5 separate regions of the Mus musculus genome follow, and all the other regions are linked to region 1. A link is a contact called in public Hi-C, HiChIP or PLAC-seq and promoter capture Hi-C data. All regions are on one chromosome and are shown on one strand. The core of a region is the stretch at or near the end of the contact, and the rest is flanking DNA. Distances in the headings are between cores, read along the strand shown. Region 1 holds the start of Commd8 (COMM domain containing 8). Region 2 holds the start of Sgcb (sarcoglycan, beta (dystrophin-associated glycoprotein)). Region 3 holds the start of Dcun1d4 (DCN1, defective in cullin neddylation 1, domain containing 4 (S. cerevisiae)). Region 4 holds the start of Fryl (FRY like transcription coactivator). Region 5 holds the start of Gabra2 (gamma-aminobutyric acid (GABA) A receptor, subunit alpha 2).

The links. Promoter capture Hi-C pulls out the DNA fragments that hold promoters and counts their contacts. A called contact is a pair of places that touch in the nucleus more often than the background predicts. HiChIP or PLAC-seq counts read pairs in DNA pulled down with a chosen protein or histone mark. Capture Hi-C pulls out chosen DNA fragments and counts their contacts.
Region 2: a promoter capture Hi-C map of adipose tissue shows a contact between it and region 1, with 4 times the contacts expected there. The contact joins the promoter of Sgcb here to the promoter of Commd8 in region 1. A contact is called at or near these places in 1 of 39 promoter capture datasets (pre-B cells) and 2 of 9 other capture datasets (adipose tissue and liver).
Region 3: a contact with region 1 is called in a promoter capture Hi-C map of pre-B cells, with 6 times the contacts expected there. The contact joins the promoter of Dcun1d4 here to the promoter of Commd8 in region 1. A contact is called at or near these places in 1 of 39 promoter capture datasets (pre-B cells) and 1 of 484 Hi-C or Micro-C datasets (B cells).
Region 4: a Hi-C map of muscle stem cells shows a contact between it and region 1, with 5 times the contacts expected there. The contact joins the promoter of Fryl here to the promoter of Commd8 in region 1. A contact is called at or near these places in 1 of 39 promoter capture datasets (pre-B cells), 1 of 484 Hi-C or Micro-C datasets (muscle stem cells) and 1 of 9 other capture datasets (liver).
Region 5: an H3K4me3 HiChIP or PLAC-seq map of forebrain shows a contact between it and region 1, with 8 times the contacts expected there. The contact joins the promoter of Gabra2 here to the promoter of Commd8 in region 1. A contact is called at or near these places in 2 of 39 promoter capture datasets (hippocampal neurons and stem cell-derived epiblast-like cells) and 3 of 115 datasets of contacts at active chromatin or transcription factors (astrocytes, embryonic forebrain and forebrain).

What each region holds. Positions count from the first base shown.
Region 1 is chr5:72,166,860-72,169,516 of GRCm38.p6, forward strand. It overlaps Commd8 (COMM domain containing 8), which reads right to left and starts at 1,330. Exons shown (of 5, transcript NM_178599.5): 1 at 1,220-1,330. The coding sequence starts at 1,285.
Region 2 is chr5:73,646,390-73,649,046 of GRCm38.p6, forward strand. Sgcb (sarcoglycan, beta (dystrophin-associated glycoprotein)) reads right to left here and starts at 1,348. Exons shown (of 6, transcript NM_011890.5): 1 at 1,286-1,348. The coding sequence starts at 1,324.
Region 3 is chr5:73,489,715-73,492,371 of GRCm38.p6, forward strand. Dcun1d4 (DCN1, defective in cullin neddylation 1, domain containing 4 (S. cerevisiae)) reads left to right here and starts at 1,312. Exons shown (of 11, transcript NM_178896.5): 1 at 1,312-1,477. The coding sequence starts at 1,453.
Region 4 is chr5:73,255,263-73,257,919 of GRCm38.p6, forward strand. Fryl (FRY like transcription coactivator) reads right to left here and starts at 1,356. Exons shown (of 63, transcript NM_028194.2): 1 at 1,138-1,356.
Region 5 is chr5:71,094,554-71,097,210 of GRCm38.p6, forward strand. It overlaps Gabra2 (gamma-aminobutyric acid (GABA) A receptor, subunit alpha 2), which reads right to left and starts at 1,296. Exons shown (of 10, transcript NM_008066.4): 1 at 1,022-1,296; 2 at 1-65. The coding sequence starts at 49.

The DNA of each region.
Region 1 (2,657 bases), core at 80-2,579:
TTCCCAGCCAACGCAATGTGCCCGCACACAGGACTGGAAATAAAACCCCAGCGCAGGAGTGGGAATTGCATCTTTGGAAAGGCAGACAAGGGTGAAAGGGCAGAGGACCTTTGAAAAGGCGAGTAGGGGCCAAATCACAGAAGGCCTTGCATACAACAGAAAGGAGTGAAGGCTTTAATCTGCACTCAACTTTCCTGTAAGTAATTACATTATTTTTCCAAAACTTTGCCAAGATATTGTGAGCAGGAGTAAGTGTGAGACTATAGAGGCAGAGACCATAAACAGGTAAAGGAGGTTGAAAAGGGGAGGTCCAAGGATGAAACCCAGAGTTTCTTAAATAGAGTGGCCTGGTAAAGAAGGATGGTGACACCACAACAACCAATGCTGTGAAAAGGGAGTGGAGACCCAAACCAGGGATTTCCCATAGCTGTGGCAAAAGGCAGAGGCCCAGGAAGAAGACAGCTGGCTCAGCTCTCAGATTCAGGAGTCAAATGTTTTGGCCATCTCTATATAGGAGGAAAGACACCCTGAAAGTTAGGAGACACAGTCCATAGATAGGTTTGAGCTTTGGCCCTGGCTTGCTGGAAACCTGTGGCTGACATATTTCACTGTCCTCATTTGTAAAATCAAAGAAAATGTTTAAAGTACATTTTCTAAAGAACGGAGGGAGTGGCGTTAAATTTCTTTCATCTACAACTGAAGCCGACTTTGGGTAGAAGGGCCACAGTGGAGACTTCTGAAAGCCTGAGCAGGGCAGAGTGCCACCATCAAATCACTTTCACAGAGGTCTGGACCCTGGGTGTGCTGCAAGAAACCCTGGTTGGCTGTCTCTGGTCTCCACAAGCCTGGCTTTATGGGTGAGCTGTTTTCAGCGGCTGCGATCACCTCTTGGCCAAACTTGAGTGGCTACTCCTTTTCTGGTTAGGAGTTGGTTCCTCCCGCCCTCCAGGGAACAGGTCCCACCGGGTTCGACTCCTCACTGCATCCGCCGGACCTCACACAGAAAGGGGCGTTCGGGAGACCTGAACTCAAAGACTGCGGACGCAGCAGATCTCGGGCTCTACCACCCGAGCTTTCTAGAAGCAAGAAGACCCCACACGCACCCAGGCCTGGGCCATTCCTAAACCGCGTAAAGTCCTTAGGCCGCCATTGTGTCTCCAGGGGCCCAAGAAGAATAGTCCGGACCCCGGCCTTCCCGTGCCCTTCACAAACCCCTCACCCCGGCGCCCTGCTCCGGAGGCAGCTTCTGTAGCCGCCAAAGCGGCGTCCCCTCTTCCGGCTCCATCCCCGAGAAGTAGAGATACCTGTCACGTGACAGGCCTGAACCTTAGGCTTACGCTCCGATTCGTCCACGTGACTTTCTGGAGGGCGGGGCCGGCGGGCGGGCTCAAAGTCCTTGTGCGCATGTGCAAAACCTCAGCCATTGGTTTTCTCCTGTAGAAAAAAGAGCAAGTTTTTTTTCCCTCTTTTTTTTTGGGGGGGGGGGGGGGGGGGGAGGGGCGGTCGAGACTGAGGGGAAGTCTGTTACCCATCCGCTTGCTGCTGAAGGAAGATTTACAGACTTTTGCTCGGTTGAGACTGTGTTCAGAGACAGATCTCATAAACTTTCTTCACTGCAGAAAATCATCTAGTAATAGTCACAGCCTGTATTTGAACCCAGGGCCTTTCCCCCAGAGATCTGACAGTCTCCTAGTCAAAGAGTTTGACCTCAAAGACAAATTAAAGTTACTTTTTTTTTTTAATTTTTTTTTATTTTAAGAAGAGATGTGGGGTGGGGGGCTGGAGAGATGGTTCAGCAGTTAAGAGCACTGACTGCTCTTCCAGAAGTCCTGAGTCCAATTCCCAGCAACCACATGGTGGCTCACAGCCATCTGTAATGAGATCGAATGCTCTCTTCTGGTGTGTCTGAAGACAGCTACTGTGTATTCGTAGACATAAAATAAATAAATCTTTAAAAAAAAAAAAAGATTGGATCCCCCCCCCCCGTTTACAAACAGCAAACGCAATCCAAGACAGAACTCATAGAAAGGCAAAGTTCAGCTATATATTATTAAGCAACCCAAAGACTCATTATCCAAGCTAAGAAACAAAACAACCTGCTGGTAAAGAAAACCCATGTTTATACCCACACATTTACCACAGGAGTGAACCCAAAATTCTTTGAGTTGTAATTTCAATCCAAAAAAAAGAAAGTTCGTGATAGAATGAGCCTTGTCATGAGAAGGTGCCATAACAATTAGGGTGATTACAACCCAATATGTAATGTTAGGATTAAGAGTGTTAGAAAGTGCTGAGAGGCATAGATAGAAAAATAGATAGATAGATAGATAGATAGATAGATAGATAGATAGATAGACAGACAGACAGATAGATAGATATGCCTTGTCCACAGTCACATACATGAGCGATAGCTGCAGAGTTTGAAGAAAGAATGAGAGTTCTGCTGTTCTGCCTGGGTAAAGGAAGGCTTACAGGAATGCATGCTTCTGTGACCATGCAATGTGTAAGTTAATAGTGCAAAATGACATCCATCAGGATATAAAGGATATCAAAAAACGGGATTTAGACAACACTGGACACCAAGAAAAGGTTGACCTTTGAAACATGACTATATTAAAATTGAACTTCTGGCAGATGCTGAATTTAAAATATTACAT
Region 2 (2,657 bases), core at 98-2,597, 1.5 Mb after region 1:
GCTTTTTTAAGGGGCAGAAGTGCCAGGACCCAGTGACTGACACAGCGGGGGGCCTACCCTGACTCCCAAACAGAATAGATTACAAAGTTAGTGGGATCCCAAACACAAAAAGCAACCTTTCATGTTCGAATTATAAAGTTGAGGGAAGCTGGTCATTAAGCCCAATGCTTGTTTCTCCTTAGCTCTCTTCAGGCAGGCCGGCTCTGGTTAGGGTAGCCAAGTGGGCAGACCACTGTAACTTTCCGGTAGAATAGAAGCTCAGAGCATCAAGATGCATGCACAGAAGAACTGAGACCCCTCTAACCCAGAGGCTGTAAGGGGTAAACTAGGAAAACCAAGGAATGGCTTCATTCCCAACAAGTCCACTTGCCTATTGTCATAGAGGATTTCCGTGCTTGTTTAGCAGATTTCAGGTCTGTTTTTCATACCCCCTAGAATGAGTCCTCGAATATTTAATAGGTCTGTCGCTAAAATGTTAGCCACTTAAGAAACTATTCCCCCGTTGCATATCAATTTCACTCATTCACTTTCTCCCCGCAGTGATTTCGAAGAAATGAAACTTTTAAAGAGAAACCAGCTTACTGGTTATTTGCAAAGGGAAACAACAATAAAGAAGTGACTACAAAAATAGCTTTTTATTATAATAAGTCACTTTAGCAACTACTTGCACGAGCATGTGTTCACACACTTCACCCGCACACACACTTATGTGCGTGCTTAAGTTACAGCTTGATATCTGAAGGGAAGCCTTTAAACTATTCTAGGCTCACAACGAAGACCAGGAAACACTTGATAACGCATTTCTTAAAAAGTAATCTTAAACCCACTAGACACGGGTCAGTTTTATATTAGTATCTGAATCTCCGAGAAACCACAGTGGGCGGGGAATGGCAGAAGCAAGACCTGGCCACGATCCACGCCAGGCAACAGCTGACCACCACTTGGCTGGCATCGGTCAGCCTCCCGGCCCCGACTGACGTTATTTTTATCCGCATGGTTTCTGGCTGCGGAGAGGCACGTCCAGGCGCAGGCTCCGCAGGCCATGACCCGTGTCACTCCCGCAGAGGGACAGCTCCGCTCTCTGGCCGGCCGGGAGCCGCTGCCCAGGATCCAGCCCGGCCTTCGCCAGCATCTTGGCTGCGGACAGCTCCCGCCCTGCGGCCCCGCCCTGCCGCCTCGCTCCGCCAGCCCAGCCCTCGCGCCCTCCGTCGTCCCCGCCCTCTGTGGGGTCGCCCGGGCCACCCGGCTTCCCAATCCCTCGGCCGGCCGCAGCAGGCTCACAGACCTGCTCGGTCGCTGCCGCCGCCGCCGCCGCTGCCGCCATCTTGGCCCGCCGCAGCCCGCGCTTGCGCTCTGGCACTGGGGTGGGGCTCACACCCTCGATGGCCACGCCCTGTCACGCCCTCGCCACTCCCCCGAAAGAAATCCAGAGTGGGCAAGATTCTGTGTAGGTTCACATCCTTGCAGGGCGGTCCCTCACGACCGTAAGTCGCCCGCGGGTTGCATGGGTGTGGCAAGGATCTCTGGGGCATCCTCAAGTTCTTCGGAAAGGACGCCCTCAAAATCCAAAACATGCCTTTACCTTTATATCAACTCCCCGTCTTGGGATACTGTCCTGTCCTGAGCTGTGACAAACTGCAAGGGAGTATTTGAGTGTACTGGTGGGTGAGACTTGGGTGCAGATCAAGTGGAAACTTTAGGTAGCTTAAATCAAACTAGTCTCTTCCCCCTCAACTCCTCTGGAAGCCTGTGAAGTCAAGTCTGGCACTTTCTTTGAGGCATTAGAGGCAGATTGTCCATTTAATATTGGAGACTATATTAGGTCCTTAGGAACCTAACTTGACTCACAGTGAGCACCAGGAGACAGTCAGGTGCACATTGGTTGCTCTCTGCACTGATTAAGTTGAAAACAATAGAATGAGTAGCATCCTAAGTTCAAGAACTCCTCAGATGATGAGTAGTTTCTACAAACTACCCTAGGCCACCCAAGGGAGATGTCTGATTCAGCTTTTTCTCTCCAGGTACTGGGTCATTTTGCTTTTCTAACTCAGCTTCCCTGCTTCGCCTACTTCTGATGGCTGGCTGGCTGTGGAGTTAAATACTCTGACACACAGCAAATGTCTCCCAACCTTCCCCCTCTCTCATGCCTGATTTCGGATATAAGCTGTATCTATGTGGTCATTTGCCTGGTCCTGTCTTCTTCCCCAACTGCTAAAACTGCCTGGCTCTATCACTGGGACGAACCTGCGTTTTAGTCAGGAAGACTATGTAAATCACAACCCACAGGTTTGAAAGTCGGCGGTGTCTGGGTAATAGCTTGGCTCTGGTCCCATTTATCAACTTTGACAATAAGGCTTTTGACTGCTCCTGGGTTCCTGTGCCTCACTATTCACTATGCTCAAGTCGTTTCCTTTTTCTCTGACAGCTATACTCCTTTGTGTCCCCCAAGAACCCACCAAATGTCACATTCTCTTCAGAGCCCCCATACTCTGATTAGCGCTACTCTGTTTCTAACCTTGTGTCAGTCTCAATCACTCACAATAATGGAACTTATTAAATGTCTTCCAGAGCTGCCTGGCACTCCAGATTCTAAGCAGATAAGAAGCCCCACCTTGCTTTTTTTTTTTTTTTAACATGTCTCCACATAGGTACTTTAA
Region 3 (2,657 bases), core at 62-2,561, 1.3 Mb after region 1:
CTCTATGAAGAGTTCTTGTCTTCAGATGCAATTCTGATATTTTGCAATTTGATGAAGTGAATCATATGCATTTGAATGACAAATATGAAAGATTGCGTTATTGGGATTCAATTTAATTACAGAGAAATAGAGGGCGATGAGATGGAACATATCACAGTAACAAACACAGTGATGTAGATAACAAGGACTGTAAGCTGTTTTGCGCTTGTAACATTTGTCCGGATTTCAGAACTCTACAACTCAAGAGCCTGGGCTGTAGAATTCAGAATCCTAACGCAGGACCCCTTTGTTATCTTTGGTCATATCATCCAGTGCGTGTGGCGGAATCTACAGGCTGTCCAGGCTGTGGTTGGGGCAAGCGAGGTTTGGACATGGAGTGTGTGTTTGCGGTGGGGGCGGGGCGCCCACCCTCGCACATCTCAGCGTTATTGCATTACCTGTGATTGTGGAGAACTGGTTTTCAAGTACTGAAAAACTCCAAGAAACAACAAAAGCAGTATTTAGGACACTTAACAATCACAACCCCATTAACGCTTCCCTCTGCTAAACAGCGGTTTGGCCAGGTTCGACTTATGTTTCTTAGACTTTTATAGTCAGGGGACCTGGCTTATCTTGGTGTCAGGCTGACCCCAGAGCCTAATGTGGCACTAGGTTTTTCTCTCGCTGTCTGGGGACCGCAGAGGTGTCTGACGTTCAATGCCTGAAGCATTCGAAACCTTTGGCGCAAGTAACGCATGACTCTGAATAATTGACTCTGAAAAAGAGGCGCATTTCCAAAGTTGAGGACAGAAAGGTTGTGGCATAAAGGGGAGGAAAGCGGAGATATTTTTCTTCTTCTAATTTTCCGCAATGGGAAACGATTGAGGAGAACCGGCGGGACCCGGGCGCGGGCAGTAGCGGGATCTGGCCGATGGCCTCCCAGGGAACACCAGTCCCTGTGGGCTGGAGCTTGGCTCTAGGTCCCTCAGGCTGCTTTGTTTCGGATGCTTAACCCAGGTTCTCGGCTGGGCTCTCGGTTGGTCTCCCGCTCCAGGATCCGCCCGCCACAGGGCGGGGCTTCAGGGTCAAGGTGGACCAATTCCCCAGTCTCGCCCCTCCACGCGCTTTCGGACCCCTGAATGACTGACAGCCGTTGGGTCCAACCTGCGGCTCCGAACAGTGGCCTCCACCAGGGGCGGTCGGAGGCGAGACGCCGGGGCCAATCACGTTGCAGTCTAGGGGGCGGGGCCTCCTTGCCAGCTGCAGGCGGCGCAACCAGCACTTCTTCGGTCAAATGAGAGCCGAAGAGGGGCGGTCCCCCGGCTGGGGTCTAGCCAATGAGAAGGGCGGGATGGGCGGGCCGGAGAAGAAGCCGGCGGTCCTCTGTTGCGAGCTAAGGTTTGGGGAGTCGGTAGGGGGACCGCGAGTGGAGCGCGGGAGCCCGGGCGGCAGGCGGGTGTGAGCTGCCCGAAAATGCACTCGGATGCTGCAGCTGTCAGTGAGTAGCACAGAGCCAGCGGGCCCGCACACCGCGTCCGCTCCTGCGCTCCCTTCTCCACTTCTCCGGTTCCGATCGCGCTGGAGTCCCTGGCCCGGGAGCGGGTTGAACCCCTCCTGGAGTCCGAGGGCCGTGACGCTGCGGGCGGCTGGGGCGGGGGCAGGGGCGGCGGGGAGGGGGTGGGGACTGGCTGGCTTTCCGCGGTTGGGGGAGGGGGGACATTCTGGAAGGCCGGGGGCCGAGAGTCGGTGGTGCACGGAGGTGGAGACGGCGGCGGGCGCTGGCAGCTGGGGTCGGGGGTGGTACGAGCGGGCAGGGAGAGGGCCTGCGGTCCGAGTACAGGGTGAGGCTTGCGGGGCCCGAGCCGTACGGTCTACCGGGGAAGGCGGGGGAGTGCGAGGGGAGAGGGGGCGGGGACAATGGGAAGGAGGGCTGGGGGCGGGGGCGGGAACAATGGGTGGGGAGCTGGGGCAGCGGCCGGGCCGGTGAGGGGATGGGGGGTGATGTAACGGGGGCCATGGAGTGGGAGACGCCGCGGTGGGATGGGAGAGTTGTGGAGTCCGGTGTGCGGGACGGCGGTCGGGAGTGGGGAGAGGGCTTGGGGGGCAGGTGTTGGGACAGGCGGTCCCCGGAGGAGTGGATGGCGGATAGGACTGCTGTGCAGTTTGGGGGCTGGGACAGGGGTCGGGGAGGGTGTGCGGAGTGAGTTAGGAGGAAGAGTAGGTGGGGAGAAGCGGGGACTGGGAGGGCTGTCATCTTCGGGTACGGTGCTCTTGGGGCGGGGTGGGGAGCGTTGGACTGTCCATTGGGGGAGGCGCCTCCTCCCTGGAGAGGCCCGGTTCCAGCCTAGGAGGGGACCACCATTGAGCCTCGGGGTGCACTGAGGAGAGGGGGCGGGGCCGGGTACCCGGGAGGTGTCCCGAGGCTGGCAGTAGCCTCCGCGTTCGGCGAGCAACGGGGAGCGAGGTCAGCGCGGGCTGGGGTTACAGGACCGGGAGGCCGCTGTCTGCGAGCTGACTCGACCCGCAGGGGTCCTGGAAGCGGGGTGGAGGAATTGGCGTAAGAGGTTGTCGGGGTCCCCGGCGGTCCGTAGGTTTGGCAGTGTGTGACGCAGTTCTCTAATTTCTGGCCATCAGGTGTAGAGGCTGATGCGTCAAGACCTGTTACCTTGTACGGAGGG
Region 4 (2,657 bases), core at 106-2,605, 1.1 Mb after region 1:
CTCAGCCATTCCCCCACCCGTTTATTTATTCTTTTATTAACACAGCAACCTGGGACTTATATCCTCGAAAGTCTACAAGCAAAGCGATTGTAGGTAATGAGGAACAAAGCTGGACTAGTAGTAAAGCATTCAGGCCCCAGATCGCCTTAGATATCGGCCTCTGCAGACGCAAGAAACGAGGCTCGGCCGGGCCGGGAGAACCTGCCGCCCGGAAGCAACAACTCCCATTAGAAGGCAAAGAAAAGTTGCACGGCTGAGCTCCGGACCGCGAGGAGCCAGCGCCGGTGTCTGCGAAGCCGGTGGCCCGGGCTGCACAGGCCCGGCGGCGGGCGGTGACTTTGGCGTCCGCCGGGCCGACCCCGGCTCCGGAAAGGCGCGGGTCCGGGGGTGCGCCGTCGCTTCAGGCGGAGTGGGCTCTGCGCCCAGGTCCGCACCCCTCCCAGCACCGCAAGCAGTGGGCGGAGAGACGCGGCGGAGGATCGCGGACAATGCCCGGCCGGGCCGGCAACCTCGGCGCGCAGCGCGAGCCCGCCGCCTCTCCTCCCGAGGCCGCCTGCCGGCACCTTCAGCCGGGTCGGATGATCAACCCAGCAGTAGCGCCTGCCGCCACCGCCCCGCCGCCCGCTTCCTCGCCGGGCGGTTCCCGGGTCGCGGTGAACCCGCGGCGTGCGAACCAAGCCGGCGCGCCGAGCGGCGCAGGGAGCGCGCTCAGGGCAGCCGGGCGCGCGGGAAGAGCGGAGCGAGCGTGGAGACGACGGCGCGCGACCAGGGCAGCCGGGAGCGCGGGGAGAGCCGGGCACGGGCCGGGAAGGAGGCGCGCAGCAGAGCGGGGCGCGCGGTGCTCCCCCACGGGTCTGCCGCAGCTCCGACGGGCTTTCGGTTGACCCCGGCTCAGTACCGCGCCCGCGTCCGTTAGGAGCCTCCCCAGTCGGCGCCGCAGCCGCCCATCCCGGTCCGCCTCCCTCGCGGCTCGCAGCAAGAAGGGCAGCCGGGCCAGGGCCGGGGACCCGGGATCCCACGGCCGACGGTCGGCGGGCATCCCGGATCCTACGGCCGACGGTCGGCGGGCATCCCGGATCCTGCCCCCGCGCTGGAAGAGAAAGTGAAATGAAGCGCCTTTCCCCAAACAGCACCTACCAGGTCCCCAGTCCCGTGCAGCTGCCTCGTTCCTCCAGCGCCGCCGGTCCCCGCCCTCGGGCCCCAGGCTCCGTTCTCTTTGACAATGGCGCGTCCCCTTTAAGGAATAATCCGATCGGGACCGATTCGTGGTTAAACCTCCCTCCGACTCTGATTTTAACCGGATTTCTGTCTCTCCCAGAGCCCGACGGGCGCCCGGCAGTGCTGCGAGCTCTGCCCACCCCTTCTCTGCCCCGCCCACCCACTCGCCTTCCTGATTGGCGAAGGATACTACACCAGGAACAGCGGTCCTCGCCCTCCACTGGCCGGCCTCCCCGCCGCTCAGAGTTTCCCCACCTTCGCCCCGCCCCCTCCCCCGGGTTGGACCTACCTCTAATCACTCTCGGTCCTCGCCTCCAACGTTGCTTTGGAGAACTGGCAGTCACGGCTCACCCTCCCGCCTCCGGAAAGCTAACTTTATTTTTATTGGTAGAAAGACATCTTCCTGTGCACCTGATTGGGTAAGAAAAGGCAAGTCTGCACGCCCCTTACCTTTTATCACTCTCCCTGGACGGCTGAAAGACAGTCGTAAAGTCTTCCCTATTTTGGCACCCTCAAAGCCTCTGTACCTTTAAATGTTGGTAGAGGTCGAGCACAAACAACCTATACTGAGGAAGGCGGGAAAGAGAGGTGGAAAGGATGCAAAAATCTTCAGATAAAAAGCACACCACAGCAGCTGCGGGATCCTGAGAGCCCAATCCTATTTCGTGAATGGAGTGAGAACACCTGAAATCCTAATACTGGCTCCTGAGAATTAATCAAGTTCACACTCCCTGTCTACTCTGCTCACATCCTTGACTTCCTGGCTTTACGCACCCGGAAGAATTAACGAAGGTGTCTTCAAACCCAGGGGTTTCCTTGTTTATCTTGCAATAGGACGTTCAGAAAAGCGTTAAGTTCTTCCCATTAGAAGTTCCGTTTAGGTCACGTCCTGTGTGTCATACTGGCATTTGCGCGGGACTATGCTATTTTTTATTATTTTTAAAAATTGTTTGGAAAGATTAAACATATATTCCTCTTTGCTGATATTCTCAAAGTTCCTCTTGTTACAAATGTGGACACCAGAGGGCTAGTCTTTGAAGGACAGTGGCACCTTTCCGGGGAAAGCACATCTACCCAAAGGAAGAGGGAGAAGTCTCGCCAGGAGAAACCTGAGTGGCAGAACCCTGCTCATTAAAGGAGAGGAATCCTGCGACAACCTCGGGATCTGCATTAACTTAGCACCAGGTTCCTACCCCAGATATAGGAAACGAAGGTTATTTCCAAAAAACCTGAGTGTGGTTATGGCTTTCGGACCCGCCAAGAAATAGTAAGGAACAGGTTAAGTGTTCTCTCTATTTTCTATGGTCTTTGATACTTTTGACGATCCTTTGACGACGTCAGAGGATCCCTACAGGTGCAGCAGTCACCTCCAGTAGTGCCAAGAAAGTGGCTGTGCCCAATGCCGCCCTAGACCAGACCAGCTTAGAGAGAGGGAAATA
Region 5 (2,657 bases), core at 46-2,545, 1.1 Mb before region 1:
GAACAAGCAGCAGAGACCATACATTGCATGTGCTCAATTTTGTCTTCATCTTCTTGTTGCCAAAGCTATGGAAGAAAAAACAAAATTAAATTAAATTTGTTCTCATCCTACCAAGCCAATAACCCAAAAGAATTTCATTTCAATTAGGAGGGGATGTTACTCCTGTCTACTAGGTATAGGACTGGATGACAGGCAATGGGAAAGGATTTTTTTAATGGAAAGATTACACCACTAATACATTTTCCTCTGCCTATAACTTCCCCAGTCCCATCCTCTGAAAAAAAAAAAATCGTTATGCACGCATAAAATGACAACCCGGGACTCTAAACTGACACAGTAGCTGATGAAGAAATAGGTTGGAGGAGTGTGTGCGAAAGAGGTGGGGAGATGGATACTCCACGCCTCACCCTCTCAAGGAAGATCACCTCCGCAACGACAGCAGGAAAAAGCTGGCAGCAAGCAGGCTACTTTTTCATTTCTATCTTTTCCTTACAGTTAATTGTGGTACTCACGTCTTCACTTTACTCAACAACAACCACCATCACACCCTCAAAAAAAAAAAAAAATAGAAAATCAAATCCAAATCATTCGCCCTGCCCTTTCACATTTGCCCACGTCCATGTTCAAGAGGCAGCAGGGTGGAAATCAAGTGCTGCGAACTATGCATTTGACAGCTGCTCTGAGCCAAGACTACCAAAGGAGCGTGAGGCTCCGGATCAGACGCCGCTGAGCAGGCAGGCAGCGCTGCCAGTGTGTGCAAAGTTGGAGACTGTAAAAGAGCCGGGCCAGCGTGCAGCCGCCGGACTGGCTCTTGGATTTTTATTGTAGTTGCGAATATACGTTTCTGGGGAGGGACATTGGAATTCGATCTTGGAGGATGGAGAGACTAGGAGAACCTGAGCCTCCGTGTCGAAGGAGCATGAAGAGTGGAGTGGGTTGGTGGGGTGGGGGTGGCATGCTGGCGAAGCAGAGGGGAATGAGCAAAGGTTACCCCCGCTGCCACCAACGTCTGCGACCCTACCTGAACAGCTAGTAGAAGTAGTAGATGTTTTCCTCCAGTGGCTTTGAATCTGTTTCCACAGAAACTTGAGAGAGAGAGAGAGAGAGAGAGAGAGAGAGAGAGAGAGAGAGAGAGAGAGAGAGAGAGAGAGAGAGAGAGAGACTGCAGCAGCCTAAAGACCAGGCAGCAAACGAATGGATGGGCCGGTGGAAGCTGTAGCAGAGAGCTTGAGGAGTCGTGGCCGCGCGAGGAGTAGGCGGCGAAGGCGTCCGTAGTGGCGGTGATGGGCGGAGGAGGAGGAGGAGGAAGAGGAGGAGGGAGTAGCGATCGCAGGAGCCGGGGTGGGGGCGCGGAGGCGCGATGCGCGCAGGCAGGCAGCAGCGGGCACGAGCCCCGCGCCTGGAGGAGGAGGAGCTAGCCCAAGGAAGAGGATTAAGAAGGTTCCAGGGAATAGGGGACCCCTTATCCCCCACCCCAATCCTGGCCAAGCCACCGCCGCCCTCTGGGCACCTGGGGCAGCACAGCCGGGGTAGCGCGGGGCACCACAGTGCGCCTGGGAGCGCCGCTGCCCGCGCCCACACCGCGCTGGAGGAGTGGAGCCCACACCCTGCCTGGAGCTGGAGGCAGTGAGCTTCCTGGTGTAAGGGTTAGGGGGCGGCTGCTGGTGAGTGTGGGTGCTGAACTGTGAATGGTGTGTGTTTGTGAGGCCCTAGGTCCCACGGGCGGCTCCCTGCCGCTCGTCCCCCGACATCATCCCTAGTGGAGCGACGTGGTTGCCTGGAAGAGGTAACGATGTATGGCTCCCACTGGAGGGCGAAGGGGCTAATCACGCCTTTACTTAGTCATCAGCGCATCCACGCAGGACCATGTTAAACGCACGTTACGTGGAATTACACAGCAGGAAGTTTCTTTGATTTCCTTAGCCCTCTGGATGTACCTCTCTTTGCTCAGCGCTCCCATAATTAGGACCAGTTTCCCCTCAAGCTAGGAGGTCTGGAGACTTGCCCAAAGCGGATCAGTGAGGGCCCTATGCTGACCTTACCCTTCAGGAAAACCCCCTGCTTTCTTTCAGCAATGCTTTACCCTAATCTCTTTGTCCAGGCATTCTCCTTACCTGGTGCTCAAGATTCAGTCTAAGAGCTATAAAAAGTTTATGTTAGCCCTGAGCTAAGGAACCTGCTGCCTTCTTTCCATTGCAGACAGGAACGAGATGGAGCAGTTTGAGGTTTTCCCCCCTTTAGGGCTTTTTCTTGGCAGGGACTTGTAATTCCAAACCTATCATACACTTTGAGAATTCTGTGTTTGATCTGTCTGATGTTTCCTTCCGCTTTATCTGGGGCGATAAAATCGAACCGTGCAACATGAACAGAAAAAGAAAAAGGAAACCAATGAAAAAGAAAAGAAAGATGCATTCCTTTTTGTACTGTGCAGGAAACTGAATCTTAGGAACATTCTACTCAGGCAAACCAGAGCCGCTCTTTATCTTTTTTTCTCAGAAGTTTTCATAAATGTGAGACACTATAAAAGGAGAAAAGGGAGAGTGTCCTAAGCTTGTACGACTCTGTTATTTTACATTCAGAGTCAATATGTACCATTTGGTAGTTGAGCACACACACACACACACACACACACACACACACACACACACACACACAAG